2 separate regions of the Zea mays genome follow, and region 2 is linked to region 1. Evidence: chromatin contacts called from public Hi-C data. All regions are on one chromosome and are shown on one strand. Each heading gives the region's core, a stretch centred on a gene start, on an enhancer-like site or on the middle of the called end of the contact. The rest is flanking DNA. Distances are from core to core; before and after follow the strand shown. Region 1 holds the start of LOC100272992. Region 2 holds the start of LOC100272927.

Region 1 (4,399 bases), core at 1,414-3,913:
TCCGACTGTATGGCCGGGGGTTTTCTGGGCCAGCGGACGGCGACATGAATCTGAAGCATATGGCGTCCCCCATGGACCGGTCAGGGACGACGACGACGACGTCAACGACGATGAGCGGGTGGCCGTCGTACCTGTCGTCATCTCAGCTCTCCGGGCCGAGATAGCGAAGAATGGACACGGGATTCTTTCTAGCTTAGAGTGTACTGCGACGAATCCATTCTTGATTTTGTTCTGGTAGTAGAACAAAGGAAATTATCTTTGTATCTACGAGGTATTTGGTCCAAATCACCACGATTTTGTTGCATTCCTTTTGGTGGATTGGCTTTTCCATTGGAATGGATGGTGGAGAAGCTGAAATCCGTTGATGTTGTACGCAAAGGTTTTTGCACGTCCACCTTTTCAACTCGTTTCGGATCTGAACATTCGAATCTCTAGCGCAACTTATAATATGTTTGAAATAACCCAAGTTTCTTAAAAAACACGTTGCTTGCAAATAGTCCCTTATTATTTCCTCGCTTCAACAGACCTCGTTCGGAACAAATACAGTGGAAGGGTGGCTTCACAGTTCGGTAATCACGCGCTGTTTAAGTTTGAAATACGATGGCTCATTAGAGACGGATTTCATGATCTTCGATTTGGCAACTAGAAACTAGGGATGACACATCCAAGAAAAAATGACAGAGTAAAATTAGATCCCTTCATCAATACCTACGGGGTTAGGCTAAGAACACCGTTGAACAATTAAAAAGTAGAAATCTCAACTTACTCATATGCTTTATTAGTTGGACAAAAAGATGAACCGGTCAACTAGTGCTACAAGATCCAACAACTATATGTGATACGCTAGAAACTCTCCAATCGCACCCAAAAGATGAACTGCAAGATGGAAATGAGTGAATTGTGTTTCTTTAGTCCTAATAGGTGTTCTCAAGTGTTAGAAATGAAGGGATACTAGCCAAGGTTGGACAAAAGGGTCTATTTATAGCCCAAGTCGAAATCCAACCATTATCTCTTGAAGGGCTGAAATTAGAGGCATCAAACATGTCTATTGCACTATCAATTCCTGCACGAGACACATCCAGTGCCTTCACAATGACTATATTCTCAACTGGTATAAACTAGTTGTTAATTATGCCATATATCCGGTGCACTCACCAGATAGGCCACTAGACACGTTTGGTGCATATTAGACCAAAGAGTTCAATTTACATGCTCTCTCTAAGAGAAACAACTATTATATAATTAGACCTTCGGTTCAAGCATGCAAGCGAGCCTCCTATATGTTAGATCATGATCGAACCCTAGATATAGATGTAGTTCGTTAGGTGTGTTTTTTTATAAGTCTACATAAGTTATGGCAGAAGTGTTTAAGTGTTAAATGTGATATATGATTGAATCAGTATCTAACGGACCAAGAGCCTCACTTATAGGGTGTTTGGTTTGAGGAATAAGCTAGTCCACCATCTTCTCACTTCTCACTTTTTTTGTTTGATTTGTGGAATGGAATGGGTTGATCCATCACCACCTTATTTCTTATAGTTAATAATAACATGAGGAATGAGGTCATCCCACCAAATTTGAGGAATAAACTCATGATGAACCACATCATATTAGATGGAGTGATTACACAAACCAAACACCCCTTAGGCAATCTCTAGCAGGCCGTGTAAAAGATCGTGCAAAGTACTGTTTTGTAACGTAGATTACACTATTTCTAGAGTGATGTTTGAAATAATGAGCGAGATTGCATTTAAAGCCACATTGCTGTTAGAGATGGCTAAACGGGCCGCCCGGCCCGGCCCGGCCCGTTTTGAGTCTGGCCCGCCAAGCACGGTTAGAAAATCGGGTCGGACCGTCTAAGCACGCGAGCTCAATTTCATGTCTGAGTTCGGCTCGCAGCGTGCCGAAAAGCGGGCTATACGGGCCTGTAACCACGTTTTAGTGTAAAAAGCAGGCTTAACGGTCTTAGAGATAAACGGGTCGTGCGGGGCTAGCGCTAGCCCACCATGCCTAGTTTCCTGTCTGAGCCCGACCCGTATAGAACCTGGTCGTGCCGGACTCGGGCCGGATCCAAACAACGGGCTTCGTACCGGCCTCGCGGGACTCGTGCTTATTGGCCATCTATAATTGCGGTTGCTCTCTCTAATCGCACATGCACAGTACCGAGTGGTATGGTACGCTGGCTGGCATTTCCGATGTACTGTAGAGCTGAAGTGCGGCCCTTTTTAAGTGCCGTTGCTGTTTGTGCTACAAAACCGGTGCGCTATTACTCGTTAGTTGGATTTTAGTTTTCTAAGAAGTTGAAGTAGGGTCAGGGCACAGTTGAAGCTGGTGACATGTCGCAGCGAACATAAAAGAGTTTCTGGTAGGTGCGTCGTACGGCCAGAAACACACAACGGCGGCCTATCTTCGCGCTCGCTCTCGGGTCTGTTCCGTGACCAGCATGGCAAGGCTGCCACGTTCCCAGCCACCCCTGGGCACCAAGTAACCGGCCCACACAATCCGCACCGCGTCTGTGCCCTACGCCCATACCCAAACGCACGTTTCCAGCGCAGCGGCCGGTCTACCACACCACACGCCACTCACTCCTGTCCCGTGCCCCACAACACACAACACTATTAATTCAGTGCTCTTCCCTTCGTCTGCGTCTGCGTGCAGCGTGCTCGCGAGGCCCTGCTTCCTGCTGCGATGGGGGGCGAGACGCACCTGAGCGTGCAGGAGCTGGCGGCGTCGCTGGGCGCGCTACCGCCGGAGTTCGTGCGGTCTGAGCAGGACCAGCCGGGCGCGACCACGTACCGCGGGGCCGCCGTGCCGGACGCGCCGGTGATCGACATATCGGAGCCCGGGTTCGGCGCGCGCATGGCCGCAGCCGCCAGGGAGTGGGGGCTGTTCCAGGTGGTGAACCACGGCGTGCCCTCAGCGGCGGTGGCGGAGCTCCAGCGCGTCGGGCGGGCCTTCTTCGCGCTTCCGACGGAGGAGAAGGAGCGCTACGCCATGGACCCGGCGTCCGGCAAGATCGAGGGCTACGGCACCAAGCTGCAGAGGGACCTCGAGGGCAAGAAGACGTGGAACGACTTCTTCTTCCACGTCGTCGCGCCGCCGGAGAAGGTGGACCACGCCGTCTGGCCCCGGAGCCTCGCCGGGTACAGGGAGGCCAACGAGGAGTACTGCCGCCACATGCAGCGCCTGACGCGCGAGCTGTTCGAGCACCTCTCGCTGGGGCTGGGGCTCCACGGGGGCGCCATGGCGGAGGCGTTCGGCGGAGACGGCCTGGTGTTCCTGCAGAAGATCAACTTCTACCCGCCGTGCCCGCAGCCGGAGCTCACGCTCGGCGTCGCGCCGCACACCGACATGAGCACGCTCACCGTCCTCGTGCCCAACGAGGTGCAGGGGCTCCAGGTCTTCAAAGATGGTCAATGGTACGAGGCCAAGTACGTGCCCGACGCACTCATCGTCCATATCGGCGATCAGATCGAGGCAAGCGACCTACGTAGCATCTTTTTTTTTTCATTCTATTGTGTTGTGATGATCTTGCTCCCTCAAGTATTTCTTTGATGTCGGACAACTACTAACTGGTACGAACCGATCGAGCAGATTTTCAGCAACGGGGCATACAAGGCGGTGCTGCACCGTACGACGGTGAACAAGGAGAAGACGCGGATGTCATGGCCGATGTTCGTGGAGCCGCCGGGGGAGCTCGTCGTCGGGCCGCACCCCAAGCTGGTCACGGAGGAGAGCCCGGCCAAGTACAAGGCCAAGAAGTACAAGGACTACCAGCACTGCAAGATCAACAAGCTCCCCATGTAATTATGTAGCTCGGGTTCTACTGTCGTGTGCACCCGCTTCTGTAATTTCAGTCTACCATATTTAAGTCACATAACCGTTATTCCAGTCGCATGCATGGCCACAGAATTGGCTTGTGGGCTCTTTCGTCTGGTTTGGGCCATTGCGGGCTGCTTATCTACTCTCTTTCCCGACCGTGTTTATTTGTTGTTGTTGTAAGGGCACTAATACATGTTAAAGAATAACGGGTCTTTTGTCCGTATATTACTACAATTTCTATAGATGGGATTGTCCACGCCATTTAAAATATTATAAATTTTAAGCACTAGCTTGTCCGCATCACTAAAATCACCAAAACCTAGTAGTGTGCATCTGTCGGTTGTAATCACACCCCTCCGAGGGTGTATAATTTCTTTGGGGAACCTTCTTTATCTTATTAATGAAATGACGCACACAGCTAGCGTGGATAGAAAAATCATCAAGATAGAGCATTACCATCACAAGAACACAGTCATAGCATCACTATCATAGATTCAAATACACAAACACGTACCAAATCATATTATAATGTTGTTTGTGCAATGGTTGTGTCTTTAAAAATCTTTCTATTTTAAAA
Region 2 (4,546 bases), core at 844-3,343, 330 kb before region 1:
ATGCAATCTTCTACTGCTTGCCAAAATGCAACAGAGTGACAAACAACACGTGCATTTCCTACTTCATTGTTCTTCATTTTGCTCTCACACCATTCATTACTAACAAAGAGAGCTTTCAATCCTTGTCTTTGTTTCCACATATTAGCCAATGTAAGGAAGGATGTTGCAAACAGAGTAGTTGCATGCCTCATAAGATTTCTACCATTTGTCTTAGTCCTCATTAAGTCATGAATCATTCCATATCCATAGATAAAAAAGGCAGAAAACTTGTCCATTGGCATCCTACCTACTAGGGTTGAGATGGTTGGGTGGGCTCACATTTTTATACCTAGGCCTAAATAAGTCGCCCGACTCAACTGCTGCGACTAGTCGTCGACTCGAGCGACTAGTAGAGAAAGTCGAGTCGTTCAGATCGACTATCACATCTGTATCGACTTCTCGACTAGTTGTCGACTAGTCGCAACTAGTCGTTCGACTTTAAAAACCTTGCTCTCAGTAAACTTAGGCTTACCCCAGTTTGGAAAGCAAGGACGGAACAGAAATGCAGTTTTTTTTGCTTGGACTTTACTTCATCGAAAGATCCTCACCGCGAACAACCTGACTAAAAGAGATTGGCCAAGTCACCCTAATTGTAAGTTACGCAGGGTGGAGCCTGAGACGCCACAACTGTCTTTGTAAAGACTATTTTCACAAAGGAGACCTGGGCAATAGTACAGAGTACAGACTTGGTGCGAAACATCCCATATTCGGAATTATAAACCAGAGCGAGCGGCTCCACCTTTAATACCTCTCAAAGGAAAGCTCTTGACGGTATCATAATCTACCTCTAGTGGCATATATGGAAGGAACGTAATAGAATAACTTTTCAACACAAGGCAAGGCATACAAGGGAAGTTGCGAGCCTATGCAAGGATGACATCACACAATAGAACTTGGCAATGCTACAAACAAGGATAAAAACGGCTTGGCCGTTTTTCTTTGATTGCGAATAAATAGGATAGAGAAACTACTATACAAATTTGTATTCTTGTTTTTAACATTGAGCTTGAGATTCATAAAAGTTAAACCTCAAATTCATCATATATTTTCTCAAATGATTGGTATAAAATTCGTTATGGATTCGGAAACAAATTCGGTAACTTTTTCACCTTTTTTTTGTTGTAGGGAGCAAATAATACATAAAACAATTTAAGCAATATTTTATTCTTATTTGTAATAATGTGCTTGATAACATAAAAAAGATCAACATCAAATTTTATACATATCTATTTTACAATATTAAATTTGTCCGGATTACCACTTTCTTCCCTGCCTACAAATACAGTCGGCTTAGTGGGTTTCCTATGCAATTTGTAGTCGCTTGTTGGTCCCTCTTTGGTTTGGTGTAGAGTCGCTTTGCTTTCGTTTTGGGGTTGTGAGTGGTCTTCTGTCTTGTTTCGGATTTTCTTTTTGACCCGGTTTGAGGTTGTTTCTTTGTTTTATCTTTGAGATCAGTTTGTAAACATCCCTTGGTGTAATAAAAACTAGTACCGTAAATCTTTTGTCGTTCTTTACTAAAAAAATACGATACCTTTCTAGATGGACGAAAAAACAAGTCAGAACCGCACATTTCTCATAAAAATTTCCTGCTCTGATAGTCCTTACGGGTAGTATCGAAGGTTGCCCTTCTTGGTGTCCTGCTTGATGGGCGTGAAGGCCTCGTCGGTGGCGACCTCCATCTTGGCGCTGCTCTCCTTGGGTATCTCGACGACGAAGTGGAACACCCCGTCCCCGGCGCGCAGCGGGACGTCGTGCCACGGCGACACCTTCCGGCCCCCGCCGTCGACGAGGAACACGCGGTAGTCGAGCGTCTCGGGCTTGCCCTGCTCCTTGGGCTGGAGGTCGGCGGTCTTCAGGAGCGCGGTGGTGGTGAGCCCCCGCTGGCGCTGGAACCGCACGGCGGTGGGGAGGCGGGTGATGCGGCTGCGGAGGCCGGCGCCCGCTAGGAGCGTGAAGCGGGTCGCCGCCGTCGCGGACGCCGTGGCCGCCGTCGCCATCTGCGCGGGTGGTTACGCGGGCCGCCGGAGAGGGCGGGGGTACGCGGAGGAGTTGGGAAAGGAGGTGGTGGTGGACGCAGCGGCGGCGGGCACTGTAGTAGTGGGACTTGCGGATGACGAGGCCAAGGATTTGGACGGAGCGCGTATAGTACTAGTGGCTAGCTGATGAGGTGGGCCCGAGCTTTTGTGGTAGGAAATAGGAATACTCGACTCGAGGCTAGCATTAGCAAGCAGGCAGGCACGCCGCACGCTCTGCATACCCGGAGATTGGGGAGTGTTGAGTAGGCCGGATCGGGCTAGGCAAGTCATCCAAGTTGGCAAAGGTGATAAGGCCTGGCCCATGGGGAAGTGGGTATCCCGTATTGGGCTCGCCATCACCTTCCGACCACAATACACGGCTCACAGCCCATATCCGGCACCGGCAGACGCATTGATGCCCATTGAACCGCCGCTCTACCATGCCGTATCTTTTCAGTGATCCGCTCTTCCAGGCTTGGTGGTCGGATGGACATGGAGGAAGCGAAAGTGATCGCTGTACCCTGACGCATGACCAGATCAATGGACAGTGACGGTGGCGAAAGGTCTCAAAATGTACTGGGCAAATGGAGTATTATTGTGCCAACTTGCTGGTGGCACAAGCGCTTGGTTTCAGCGTCACCGAGCCAATCCAGAGTGGACCACCGGATCGGACCCCCGCAGGACACATCGTGTTCTTTGTGTGTCTGCCAGTGCCTGGCCGGGCACTGGACTGGAGAGTCTGAATAAGGATCCAGTCTCAGATTTCGGTGCCCGCTTTTACGAACTTGTCTGAAATCTTCTCGGCGAAAATTTGCAACTTCGTCCAGGCCCTAGCTACTATGAAAAGCAGCGTTTAGGCACTGGCGAATGGCGATCCATGGCGATGGCGAGCAGCGGTGCAGGCCCGTTCAATGGCTCAATGACGAGGCCCAACGGCTCCAGCACGATGGGAAAGAAGCAGGCGAGTGGGGGGTCACGTATGAGACATGAGGTGATTGATGTCCCCGGAAATGCTTTGTTTGGCAATATAACTGCAGATACCTATCATCCCATTTTCGGCACTCATCATCATCAGGCGTGTCATCAAGTTTTATTAGAGCGGTGTAGGCAAGCCTCACTTTAGTTTTATTCTAATTAAATTTTAGGGGCCGTTTGGATCCTTCAGGCTATCCGCACTCATGAAACCCTAAATTTCTACTCTAAAAGGAATATTTCATCCTGGCCAGCGAGATTCTCTACTCTATTCAACAATTCTCCGCGGTCACAATTACTCTATATATCTACCCTATACCCCACACTATTCTATCCCCTCCCAGCCCCCACCGCGCCTGCCACTGTGCCCGGGCCCACCTCCACCGCGCCTGCCTACCACTGTGTACGTTGTGCCATGCAAAGAAGATGAGAGAGACTATAGAGTTGGGCGGAAGAGTGCGCTAGATTTAGAGTTTTCCCAGCTATTGTTGCATTTAGCGTCGGGCTGAAGTTTCCCCGCTGCAGCACATTTGTTGACTCTATACCTTTAGAGTTGTGTTTACCGTCCGTGGCTGCGGACAACCTCAGTTTGTATTGTAGGAATTGTAATCTACTCCACCAGTTTCTAAATTTTAAATATAAGTCTATCTCAAGTTCATAAAATAGAGGGATGAAAATTTGATTTTATGTACTCCAGGCTATGTTTTCACTCTGCAATTTATAACACGCTCTTTAGCTCACTCATTTATGCTAAAAATATAGCACATAAATAGCCCCTCCATATAATCAATAGTGGTACACAAATATATTTTATATAAAATCATATCAGCTTAATCGATTTGTGACTAAATAATTACAATTATTAGATTGAAATTCAATTCCAAGGATCCAACTAGGGCCTTAGAGTTTTTATCTAACTTTAGTTTTTTTTTTACAGCATTACAACAATAGATTGAGATACTGCCTAAACCTTTATTTGGTGTGTGAGTGTAGGCTCAAGCATTATAATTGTGAACAGACTCCAACCCCACAAAACTACGCATCCTAATTGATCCCACCAAATTTTTAATGTTATAACGGGCTCGAACCTTGAACTGCTTCACATTTGAACGGAACACAACTACACAAGCGTAAAGCGTTCTTTGATTTGGCAAGGCACATCACAGGTGCTAGCTGACATTTCCGATCAAAAAGAAAAATATGGTTTAAAAAGTGCTGAATTCTGAAGAAAGGAGCTAGTATGTGAGACACAGCCCTCCAACATACTACAGTGTACAGGGGCACGACTAATATGCAAGCAGTACTAGGTGCAAGTACGCAAACAGATATTTTGATCTGTTAGATTTAGATCCAACGGTATGTCATATTTAGCACTTAAACCATGTCACCACCACCTGGTATAGTTTTATAAAAACCCCCTAACAAACCACAATTCTATTTACCGTTGGATACAGATCTAACGGGTTAAAAAGTCTGCTTAGACGCTTGCACCTATTAACTGCTTACATATTAGTCGTTTT

Evidence for each region. Hi-C and Micro-C count contacts between places; a contact is called where the count stands out from the background.
Region 2: a Hi-C map of tassel shows a contact between it and region 1, with 2.5 times the contacts expected there. The contact joins the promoter of LOC100272927 here to the promoter of LOC100272992 in region 1. A contact is called at or near these places in 2 of 25 Hi-C or Micro-C datasets (ear and tassel).

What each region holds. Positions count from the first base shown.
Region 1 is chr5:218,525,386-218,529,784 of Zm-B73-REFERENCE-NAM-5.0, reverse strand. It overlaps LOC100272992, which reads left to right and starts at 2,663. Exons shown (of 2, transcript NM_001147443.1): 1 at 2,663-3,477; 2 at 3,595-3,963. The coding sequence starts at 2,689. The coding sequence ends at 3,807. LOC103627787 (G-type lectin S-receptor-like serine/threonine-protein kinase At5g35370) reads left to right here. Exons shown (of 1, transcript XM_008648088.4): 1 at 1-422. The coding sequence ends at 164.
Region 2 is chr5:218,859,527-218,864,072 of Zm-B73-REFERENCE-NAM-5.0, reverse strand. It overlaps LOC100272927, which reads right to left and starts at 2,093. Exons shown (of 5, transcript NM_001147379.1): 1 at 1,645-2,093. The coding sequence starts at 2,036.